Linked DNA regions of Sus scrofa: regions 2 and 3 are each linked to region 1. The links are chromatin contacts, called in public Hi-C maps. All regions are on one chromosome and are shown on one strand. Each heading gives the region's core, a stretch centred on a gene start, on an enhancer-like site or on the middle of the called end of the contact. The rest is flanking DNA. Distances are from core to core; before and after follow the strand shown.

Region 1 (3,846 bases), core at 1,304-3,803:
GTTTGTATATAGAAACAAATGGGATTCTTCTCTCTCGTCCTTTATTTTAGATATAATCCCATCAGCATGCCTAAATTTTGTGGGCATCTATTTTCAAGAGTTATAACAATTGATTCATTGAAAAGCAACAGGCTAAGCTATTACCAGTTACCATTCAATTGTGGGTCAGAATATTTGCTTTTAGCGGGAGACCCATACCTCTTCAGTCAATTGTTCGAATTTCAAGATCCTAGAAAATTTCAAGTGCCCCATCCTTAGGTCTTAGCTCAGGACCTGGATGTTAAATGTCCTGATCTGAGGCAGAGAAAGGTGAAAACTTCCTTGCAGTTCAGTTCTGTGTAGATGGAGGGAAAACAGTGGCTGTCGTTATGGACATGTGAATGTTAACAGGTTTGCTTCTCAGGGGCGCTGGTTAAACAACTTCTTAACTGGCCAGAGTCCAGCACGTTAATCATCAACCTGAGCCTGAGCGTCTGCTGCCCCGTGTATTCAGAATTAGTTTATCATTACCTCTAACTACTGCCTTTTATGGTTCCGAAGAGCTTCTATGAAATCTCTTATCACTGCCAGGCCTAATCTTCATCAGCTGTGCTGGGTGGGGGGGTGCAGAGCGCTGATAAATTTCTCAGTTGGACCAGAGTGAGCCGTTTATGGCCAACTGAAGAATTTTAATCGCAACTTCTTAAAAAGAGAAGAGAGAAATAGAAGAGATAGAGAAAGAGAAGAGAGAAAAAAAGAAAGAAAGGAAGAAAGAAAAAGGAAGAGTAAAAGAGAAAAGGAAGAAAGAAAGGAGTGAAAGGAAGGAAGAGGAAGGAAGAAAGGAGAAGCGTAGCTCACTCATTGCTGTCTTTATTCATATTTTCATGACCTACTTTCCCACTTAATTCTTGAGAACCCTGAACCTCTCCATTTTCTTGTCAACTTTGGAGGACTAAGTTTGCAGGGGGGGAAGTCAGGGAGCCCCAGCAGGCAAGCTGGGTTCAAGGATGCAGCTGGTACTTCCTTGGAGCCTCATCTCAGCCCCCCACCCCCACCCCACCCCCCGCCCTGCAGAGTCCCAGCCCTGGAACCAGCCTTCGTAATTTCCATAGGTGCTCCCAGCACCCCAGGGCTCTCCTGGGGGAGACACACAGCATCTCTGAACGGCTCCGGACAGGTCCCATCTTTTCCCTTTCCTCCCCGATCACTTCCATCTCTATGTCTACGTGTGTGTGACATTTTCATTTTTCTGATTATCAAAGTACATTTTACAGTAAATGAAAGCAATACATGTCTACGTACATGGTAGAAAATCTGGAAGAGTAAAAATAGGAAGAAAACAGCTTTCAGAAATTGAATTTTCAACAAGAAAGCCGAGTTAATTTTCGTTGCAGTGTCTAAAACTTGCTTTTTAAAATATTTTAAAGGGTTTGACATGTTCATGGACGTGCAGGTATGAATGTTTGGCTCCAGAGCCCTTGGTCTGACTCTGCCCTATAGCTGGAGGTTTAATTGTCAGTTATACTAAGGCCTTTTCTAAGTCCCTAGAAGGGTTTGTCTGGGTTTTATTTACTGTAATGGGCAAGTTAGGGAAACTTGGGTTTAATTTATACTCCAATTTAGTATTTTTAAAAACCTTTTTCAGAAAACAAGCATGATTTGGGCTTTATTGATGGGGAAACTTGTCCTCCCCTCCCCAAAAAAAGCCCTGCAATTCCCTTATGACACCATTAAACGCCTTCCTTTGGGTTTTAGGTTTCCAGAATATCGTCCACATAAATAGATGCAATGTTAAAAGAATGTGGACGACTAGTAGCGTGTATGTTTGAGCCTTCTGAACCGAGGGTTTATGAAACTGGTTGAAGAGTGTTTTATTGAAACAAGACAAATATTTATGAACAATTCAGAATCCTCTGTTTTGAAACGTAAAGTGCAGGCCCGAGTGGCGCAGAGTTCCAGGTGTTTCCTGTCTGCATTTGGAACGGTTGGCTGCTGCTCTGGGCCCACGGAGCTCTGCTTTCCAAGCTTTTAGTAAGAAGCTAAGAATCACGCAACCTCCTTGCCACCCCCAGCCCCCCCACGGCTGAAAGTGCTCCAGGAATGGACTTGATTTAATGAGCATAAAGCTGCCTTAAGACCTGTCTGTGTGGGTGTCTTCTGATCTATTACATTTGTCACTTGATTGAAAAACAACAACAACAAAACTTGTTTACGAAAGGCGAAGGCATGTGTTAACTCCTGCCGTATGGAAGGTCTGGTTTCTTACACACATTCTGGCTCACCCGCCCTTTACTTTCGGGTCGCCCCCAGCTTCTGTGTTGTTAACCACCCCTGGTTTCTGTGAAATAGGAATATGATGGATTCGGCCAGACAGTTGGAAGCTGTTGCTGTAAATACCGGCCGTTGTGATTTAACTGTCAGCCTGAAAGGCCCCCACTTCGGAAGGGCTCCTTTTTGAAACCCTGAGCACAATGAGATGTCTGTTTGGCGGCTGAGCCTTGGTTCAGATCCTCTACAGATTTGTTTTCCGAGTGCCAGCAGAACGGCTTTTTTACAGCAACACCCGCTTTGTGTGCCGAAGCTACAGCCGGGACTGTGGGGCGGTGAGAAACAGGGCCACACTCTCTTTCCATCCCTGAGCTGCCCCAGGCCCCGAGCCTCAAGAGGAGACTGGCAGCAAAACCATTCCCACCGCCTGGAGCACTTGGAACCCGAGAGTGGAAAACTTGCCTGCAAAGACTGTTCAAAGACACAAGCAAGACCAAGTATGGGATCCAACCAGATTCACCCCGAAAGCCAGCCCCAGGGGCCCCTGGCTGCAGAAGAGGATCAGCGGATATCCAGGACTGGGCTCGGGGGCGGGGGCGGGGGCAGGGTTGCAAAGAAGGATCCTTTTTCTGGCACAAACAAGAAGGAATGAGGCAAGTACCTGGGAGCTCCCACTGTGGCGCAACGGGATTGGCAGCATCTTGGACGTACGGCAATATGGGTTTGACCCCAGGCTCCGCATAGCGGCTAAGGATCTGATGGTGTCACACTGACAGCTTAGTTCACACCTTGGCTCAGATCTGATTCCTGGCGCAGGAGCTCCATATGCTGTGGACCAGCCAAAAATGAAAAATAGCCAGTACCTGCTTCCTGCTTTAGCCCTTGTCTCTTGCATTGTAGCTTTTGTTCTTCATGGTGGGCATCCAGAAGGCCACAGGAGAAAGGTGTGTTTGTGTTTTTTTTATTGAGGGTAAAGAATGAAAAAGAGAGAAGCACAAAGGAGAAATTGAGTCACCTGTACACCTGCCCTCTAAAAGTAGTCCCATTTGCCACACCCACTTTCAGAGGGTTTTTTTTTTCTTCCTCTATTTATATAGTGAGACTATCTGAACTCAGTTTCCTTCATAGTCTCGTGTTAGAGTTGTAGAATGTTACATCTAGATCTAAAGCCCTCCTTGGATCTGAACCCGCCTCCCACCCACTCCCCAGCTAGACCCTTCCCCGGTGCAGAGGGCAAGCCCTGCTATGAATCTGCTCTGGGTTCTTTCCCACTGTATTTCATACTTCTGGGTCTTTCAGATTTCTCTCTGGTCCAGGCCTTTTCCCCAGCCTAGAGCACACACACATTTTCCATGGCCCTCTTCCTGGATCTCGAGGTTGTTGGCTACTCTGGTCTTGTGTTTTTGTGAACTGCCTTGCATATTTCTCCCTGTGCATGCATGCTGGTATTTCTTCTGTGGTTGAGACCTAGGAGTGGAGTTCCGGGACAAGACAAGAGCACTAATTTCATCTCTCACAGTAATCCACTCCTTACAGTCATGCCTGATTGCCAGGCAGCAGATTCGTAGACAGGAAAATGGACGGAGGCAAGAGGCAGAA
Region 2 (3,925 bases), core at 1,248-3,747, 260 kb before region 1:
TTATTCATTTGCACAACTGAGGTTGATTCCAGATTGGCCTCCACCCTCTAGTTGACTGTGAGATCCTTGAGGGCAGGAAGTGCTGACCTTTCATCATTAATGATCAGCACAGTGATAGCTCATGTACCCACTGATTCAGGCCACCATTATTTAGTGAGAATCTACTCTAATCATGGAGAGCATAGTGGTGAACAAAAACCTGTATGGTCCATGATTTTTTTGGAGCACATGGTCATGGTCTAGTGAGGGGCAAATAGGAATCAAATAATAAAAGCCAAATGGATATTACAAACTCTTATAAATGCTATAAAGAAAAGGAACTCAGGACATTAAGAATCTGATCTCTGGGAGTTCTCTGGTAGTCTGGTGGTTAGAATTCGGTGCTTTCACTGCTGTGGTCCAGATTTGGGAACTAAGATTCCACACCAAGCTGCTGCATGCTGCACCCCCTCCACCCCCCATAAAGAAAATGTGATCTCTTCTGGAGATTCAGGGAAAGCTTCCAGTAGAAATGGACATTTGAGCTAAGAGCTGAAAGATAGATATAATTTAGTCAAATAAAAAGGAGGAAAACATTCCAGGCAAAGGGAACTATAGTTGCAAAGACTCTGTGATCAGAGGAAGTGTGGAACAGAGTAGTTGATCAATAAAAAAATGGTTAAATGGGAGTTCCTGCTGTCGTGCAGTGTGTTGAGAATCTGACTGCAGTGTCTCAGGTCACTGCAGAAGCACATGTTCATTCCCTGGCCCAGACCAGTGGGTTAAAACATCCAACCTCTGCAACTGTGACACAAGTGGCAGCTACAGCTCAGATTCACTCTCTGGCCCAGGAACTTCTGTATGCTGCAGGTGCAGCCATAAAAAAAAATAAAAATAAGAAATAAAAAACCAGTATATGATGAATGATTGACTCAGAATATCAGCTAATGTGTCTATGGCATTTATGATATTCTAGGTATTATCGTAAGTGCTTAATTTATATCATTTCATTTTAACCTCTATGACAACCCTATGTGGTATTATTATTATCTCCATTTTACAAATGAGGATGCTGAATTACAGAAAAAGTATTTAACTCACCCAAATTTACACGATGAATAAGTTGTGAAACTGAGATTTGAACTCAAGTACTTGGATGAAGTAGAAAAACAGAACTTTCTTGGTGATCTATGAAATTCCTAGAATCATATATGTCATTAAATTGAGCAAACATGGTGGGCTCAAACAGTGAATATGAGTTCTAAAATTGAGGCTGTGAGATCCAGGAGCAAGCTCATTTGAATGATGTGAAAGTATGATGGATTTAAACAGGTATTAAGGTTTACAAAAATCAGTTTAAAACACCCCTATTAAAAAATGATTATTAAACTCAGTAAATTTGCCATGAAAACTATAGAGAACAATTGAAGAAAAATACCATTAACTAAATTTTTAAAAACCTATACAATTAAAATATTCACATAATCAATATTGTTTATTTTGAATCTCTTTTTTTCCTCCTATGTGCATATTATAAATATCATGAACACCATTTCTTCCTGCATTTTCCCCTCTCTCCTCAACCCATGAATGGAATCCAGTGATTCTTTTTTCTCTAAGTACAAGATACATTGAGAATTGGGAAAGCCTGGAAAACCCCTCCTTGCTTTGCAATAATGATGTACTGATGAGCCCTGATGAGAAATTCTCTCTGGACATCAGCTGGGGCTGTTTCCTCTCTGATGCTCATATTTGCGTGAATCCAAAATCGAAGTGAAGTTCTAAAGTCGTGGAACTAGGTGGGCAGCCAGCCAGCAGCTCTGCCAGTGCCGGTCACCTTCACACATCTAAGGTGTCTTATTATTATCCAAGGAGCCTCCAAGAAAGATTTGCCCTTGAACTGTTTCACTGAAATTTCTGGCAGGTTGAAAATTCCAGGGTACTTAGGCCTGCTGGTTTATTTGAAATCTATCCTTTCTCTCTGTCTGTCTCCCTCTCTGTTCCCCTCTCTCTCTGTGTCTGTCTGTCTGTCTATCTCTCTCTTTTTAAAGTACAGTCGATTTACAGTGTTGTGCCAATTTCTGCTGTACAGCAAAGTGGCCCAGTCATATATATACATGTATTCCTTGTCTTATATTACCTTCTATCCTCTTCTATCCCAAGAGACTTGATATAGTTCCCCAGTAGGACCTCATTGCTTTTCCTTTCTAAGTGTCATAGTTTGCATCTACCACCCCAAACTCCTTTCTTTCCTGCTTCTTTGCTCCTCTTGGCCACTCTTAAGAGTGAGCACTGACAGATCATGAATCAACGTGGGCTATTTTTGCTCTTGCTGTGAGAATGTTTACAACATTGAAAACTCAGCCTGTGGTTTAACATTGTATATATTTTCAGAAGAATTGACTGATTTCCAAAGTCAGTGGATGCTTGTGAAACCCACAGAGGGCTTTGTGTATACAAGCAATACCTTGGGTCTGTCCTGAGCCTCATGGCTCCCATGGCATCAAATACAGGCCCATGTGTGTAGCACAGAAAAGATCTGGCTGCTCTATTTCCTAGCAATGCAGATTTCACAACTGGTTGCTCAAAGCTGTGAAAGAAGTGTTTCAAAACCAGTTGTGTACGGCAAGGAATTCTATGAAAACTCTATCTGTGGCCTAATTAAATTATTCCTCCTTCCCACCCCACAAAGCTGCTCCCAAATGTTTTGGATACATGTACCATTTCATTAGAATACAGTTAATCTTGAATATATTTTACCATGAAATATGAACATAGTAATTACAGAATTTTCCATTCAACATCCCCTATCATATTCCTAGCATATTGGATTCTCTTAGAATAGCATTTAACTGTTTTCATATGGGCTTCAGCTGACATCTTAGAAAATATGAAATGGCCAATAATTTCACTGCTTCAAAACTGAGTCAAACTCTCAAACTCTTTTTCCCTTTTTTTTTTTCTTTTTTATCTTGTGTGTGTGTGTGTGTGTGTGTGTGTGTGTGTGTGTGTGTGCTATACTTCCAAATTTTAAAATATGATTAAGGAGAGGTTCCATGCCTGTCCGCCTGCACCTCTCGCAAGCATCCTATCTTAATAAATCTTCTTGCCTAAAAAAATAATAAAACACAATTAGGGCCAACCTAATTTTCTAAGAATATCCTGCTGATTTATCAGCTGATAATAAGTCTGAGTTATTCAGACCAATTAAACAGGTTTACCAAGTATTGCTCAGTGGATAAATATGAGATAGAAAAGTCCAGAGGTGGGGAGTCTTTTTTTTTTTTTTTTCCAGCTAAAATCAGAGACAGCTGCAAAGGCCAATTGGTCTTTGTCAGGATAGTAGGGAAATAGCCCACTGGTGCTCACTAAAAATTGTGCTGACCATAGCTCTTGCCAACAGTCAGAAACTGTGAGCAGAGACGCTCAAGGTGGTCAGTGCAGACAGAGGAAGGCTGAAATCAGACTGGCCTGCTCTCTTGGACACAGGCTACTTTTCCACTGAGGTTCAGATCCTGAGCTCTGTATTAAGTCCTGGTTTTGTGAGTGACTCCTATTGTCTAGGTGTTCTGTTGGCTAATACCAGGCAACACTGAGCCTCTTGTTTCCATCCCTTTGGAAATTCTGGAGTTTCAACAATGCAGAGTGTGGGCCAGCCTCAAGAGTTATAGCCTAGTTTAACTGGATTTCGAAAACTGGTTAAACAAGGCTACAGCTCCCTGGTCTTGGACCTGCTATTTGTGTTTTATTTTTGTTGTTGTTGTTGTTTTTTTTTTTTCCCCTCTGTTTGAAGTGTATGTTCACTCCCTTTAGAAAAATGAAAAGGATAAGAAAATGGAAAATGACAAGTAGATTGGGGGGGGGGGTTATTTATACTGGCACAGCAGCCTGACTCTTAACAAAGTGTTTCTTTAAAATGTCAAGCGTTTGCAAATAGTACTGGCCC
Region 3 (3,884 bases), core at 928-3,427, 320 kb before region 1:
GGACAGAGGGGTATGCAGTGTGATTCTTCATAGAAAATCACCAGCTGTAGATTATATCCCATTTCAGAGAGTCCAACTCAGAATATCTCATGCCCCATATGGTCTCTTGGGCACTTATGATTGATCAAGATGACAGTATGAGTCCTGCTTGTTGGCAAATAGTATTGATTAATCCACCCCCATTGATTATAACTGGAATTTACTTTAAGATTTCTTTAGATTGAGAGGATCTGACTCTGCACTACCACCAAATCCCATAGTTTGGCCCAGCTGTATATGTATCTTCAGGTGCAACCTTCAACACTGATCTAGAAATAGATGGGATGTAGAAAAGAAGAGACTCTCTACCTGGTTGGGGGTCCATGATTATGTGTCATCCCATCAGGAGATAGATCACAAACCAAAGAAAAGCCAATTAAAACTATTGTCAAATTTTAGTAAGCAGTCAGCTACATGAGGAGGAGGAGTTGTATTTATTTGCAAAAAATAAAAATAAAGGAAATTTTGAAGTATATCTACTGTTTTTATTCAAATTTAGAATAATTTTGAAACTATTTTTAATGCGTAGAGTTAGGTAATAACAAATTAAAAGAATAAGTAACATCATCCATCCATCTTGAATTTTTTTTTAAGCTTTGTAATACCAGTTAACTGTGAATGATGACCAGTAGATGGCAGCATTACCTCCACCATGTTGATCTTCAGCTACCAAACTCTGAGGCTATCTTTTGAAAATTAACAGTCACAAGTTGCTTCCCAGCTGCCCAACTTGTTGGCTGTTTTAACCTCTCTTTTATGAAACACTCCTGTTAAAAGCAATCCATTTAGCCAATACGTCCTTTAAACATGTGCGCAATGCTGAAGATGCACAAACACCATGCCAACCTGCCATTTTCCTTTTTTCTTTTTACGGCTTTTATATAAGCAAGTCTTTGTATGTCTTACTGTATAAAAACAATTAACTGTTCTGTAAAATGTTGCTTCTGTCCATCTCATTTATATAACCACTTACATGCATATTTACTAAGTACCAAAGCACTGCCAATGGAAACAGAAAGAACGGGGGATTTATTTTAAACAAATTTTGGTTCAGAGCGTGGCTCCATCCCTTAACTCCTCTGAGACACATTTTGTTTTTGTCTTATTTCTGTTAATGTATCTAGAGACGAAATTACTAGAGTTAGTAATATCAGCCTGATAGGATCATTATCAGAAGTGTATGCAATAGTTGAGTCCCCTAAATGTTGACTGAGCTCCTGCTATGTACCAGGCATTGTGTCAAGCCCAGGGAATGAGCACTACATTGACTTTATCCTGAAGAAGTTCATAGTCTATGGCTGTGCTGTCCAATATGGCATTGTCTAACCATGGGCAGCTATTTATATTTATATTAAGTAAAATTATGTAAGATTAAAACTTCAGTTCCTGGAGTGCACTGGCCACATTTTAAGTGCTTGATAGCCTTATGTGACTAGTAGGTATACCATATCATGTAATGTACATAGAGAGCATTTCTACCTTATAGAAATTTCTGTTGGACAACATGGGTCTGGAAAGTTAAATAGACTTATAGAAGTTTATAATCCGTTTCAAAAGTGCTTTCACAAATCAATATGAGAATAGGGAGGTAAAACAAACAAATTGAAAAGAGCAATGAACTCTTTGCAGTGGTGGCCAAGAAGATTTAGAGGGACAGATCATTTTAATGGAAGCCTCGACACAAAAGATGATATTCAAGGAGTCATCCATTTCAGGAAGGAGAAAGGCCTCTGAAGAGTCCCATCATGTGCAAGTCTTTAAGGAAGACAACACACCACACAAGTTATGCTCAGGGAACTGGAGCTGCTTCCGGGGAAGCAGAAAAACTGAGGGGCAAGGAAGGTTAATGGAAGAGATGAAACTAAGGAGAGAAAATCCCCTGTTAGATTCTGAGTGTGAGAGCAAATGCTCAGGACGGCTTAGCTTTTTCTTTCCCAGTGGAAGAGAACTAGTGGGGACCTTCCCCTTAACGGCTGAGCTCAGAGAGAGAGCAGAGAAAGGGAGCGAATCCTGGCAGATTCTTTCCATAACTACGTCCCAGTGGAAAATAAAACTAACCCCTTCCAGCCTGGACAGTACCTCCCAGAACAAGGCTGTTTTGCTCGCACCGTCCTCAGACTGTGAGAACAACCCATCAGCCGTGTCACCAGTAACACAGCTGCCCCATCAGCCCGCGGATGCACATTCCCCCATAATGAGCAAGGGATCCCTTCTGCCAAGGTTAAAACATATTCAAGCCTCATGCGTCCCGAGCTTTGAACCAATCTCCAACTTTTTGTGGTTACAGTTCATAGCTGGCTGGCAAAATGTGACTTCCTGGTTCTAAGATAAAAGACTTGGGGGTGGGGAGGGAGGTGGGAGCAGAGAGAAGACTTTAAAAAATAAAACTTACTTGACATCTAATGGCTCTTGCAAAACACCACTTTAATGAACAAAGCTCGGTTGCATCCTACTCTTTCTGATTACATTTCTGAAAATGCAGTCTTTTAAAATTTCAAGAGAAGGAGATCTGGTGGAAATATTTTAGGGGTTTCTTTAGCCTTTAGACATTTTAGGAAAGAGTGAAGGGTGGTGCTGATTCGCGGCTCTCAGCTGGGAGTAAAGGGCCTCATTTCAGGAGAAGAGAGAAAGAAGGAGGAAAGGAAAAGCTCTCTCGTAATAGATGTTCCAAAACTCATCGGTCTTTCCTAAGAGATGAGGTGGGGATGGTGGGGGAGGGACCAGCTGAGCTCTTCATAAGGTTTTATTTAAGCTTGAATAGAGATAATCAGCCCTGCTGTTTATTTCCATACCAAATGCTCCGGGGCCAGAGCTCTGTCACATTCCTAACCCACATCATTTTAGCAGCAGTCTTTTTGGAATAGAAAACGTACCCAAGACACTTCCTCGTAAAGAGTTACGAAGAGAATCCACAAGAGCCCAGCTGGATTTTCATAAGCAAAATGGCTCTCCCTCTCCTTCCCAGGTGGCCAATTACTCCTGTGACAACACCTCATACTTTCCATGTGAGAATGCCCTAGCCAAGCTAAAGGCTCTCCCAGTTGATACTTCATTTCTATCTCTTTATCATCCCAATTAGGAAGCTGAAAGAAGGGCACAGGCGCCAGGGGTCAACCGCAAACACTTGCTTTAGCACTGATGAGACAACTGGCACAGTTTTGAAAAGTGGGGGGTTTTGGCTTTAAAACAACACACTTTAGAGTCTGAACATGGACGTAGGGCTTGACACTCCCGGTAGCCTCCACTTCCTCATCTGTAAAAGGTTAAAAGGTGAGATTGCATCCTTTGATTGTTTACCTCACAGGGTCTTTTTTTTTTTTTTTTTTTTTTTGGTTTTTAGGGCTGCACCCACCGCATATGGTAGTTCCCAGGCTAGGGGTCAAATCCGAGATGCAGCACAGTCACAGTAACTCAAGGTCCAAGCCACATCTGCAACCTCCACCACAGCTCACAGCAATGCTGGATCCTTAATCCACTGAACAAGGCTAAGCACTGAATCCGAATCGTCATGGATACTAGTTGAAGTTGTTTTCGTTGCACCATGACGGGAACTCCTCACAGGGTCAATTTTGAAGTTATATGAGCTATGTCACTTGAGTGCCTCATAAAGAGCTTGACACACACACACAGCACATGACTAAGGGTAGTTAGGGCCTTTGCCATTATGATGTCACAAAAACTGATTAGGGTATCACAGAGCCTGAAGGATAGTCACTGTCCTTTTACCAAGGGGTTTATTTTCACTTTCCTTAAGAATGAATGATGTAACCAGCCCCTCATTTTTTTTTGTTGTTGTGAAAAAAAAAAAAAAAAAAACATTTACCATGAGTTTTTCCTTCCGAACC

What was found. A called contact is a pair of places that touch in the nucleus more often than the background predicts.
Region 2: a Hi-C map of skeletal muscle shows a contact between it and region 1, with 4 times the contacts expected there. The contact joins two enhancer-like sites. A contact is called at or near these places in 2 of 47 Hi-C or Micro-C datasets (embryonic fibroblasts and skeletal muscle) and 1 of 2 datasets of contacts at active chromatin or transcription factors (skeletal muscle).
Region 3: a Hi-C map of fetal skeletal muscle shows a contact between it and region 1, with 2.0 times the contacts expected there. The contact joins two enhancer-like sites. A contact is called at or near these places in 1 of 5 promoter capture datasets (liver), 21 of 47 Hi-C or Micro-C datasets (alveolar macrophages, brain, embryonic fibroblasts and 14 more) and 1 of 2 datasets of contacts at active chromatin or transcription factors (skeletal muscle).

The regions. Positions count from the first base shown.
Region 1 is chr13:54,782,833-54,786,678 of Sscrofa11.1, reverse strand. The region is part of intron 3 of PDZRN3 (E3 ubiquitin-protein ligase PDZRN3); the gene reads left to right. Among named protein-coding and RNA genes, the nearest start is that of PDZRN3, 120 kb to the left of the region's middle. Within about 2 kb of position 2,553, at least 29 of the 83 cell types and tissues checked have an H3K27ac peak or open chromatin away from gene starts, as enhancers often do. A contact at or near this core is called in fetal skeletal muscle and skeletal muscle, where this site is marked.
Region 2 is chr13:55,046,268-55,050,192 of Sscrofa11.1, reverse strand. No RefSeq gene overlaps it. Among named protein-coding and RNA genes, the nearest start is that of PDZRN3, 140 kb to the right of the region's middle. Within about 2 kb of position 2,497, at least 3 of the 83 cell types and tissues checked have an H3K27ac peak or open chromatin away from gene starts, as enhancers often do. A contact at or near this core is called in skeletal muscle, where this site is marked.
Region 3 is chr13:55,097,549-55,101,432 of Sscrofa11.1, reverse strand. No RefSeq gene overlaps it. Among named protein-coding and RNA genes, the nearest start is that of PDZRN3, 190 kb to the right of the region's middle. Within about 2 kb of position 2,177, at least 19 of the 83 cell types and tissues checked have an H3K27ac peak or open chromatin away from gene starts, as enhancers often do. A contact at or near this core is called in fetal skeletal muscle, where this site is marked.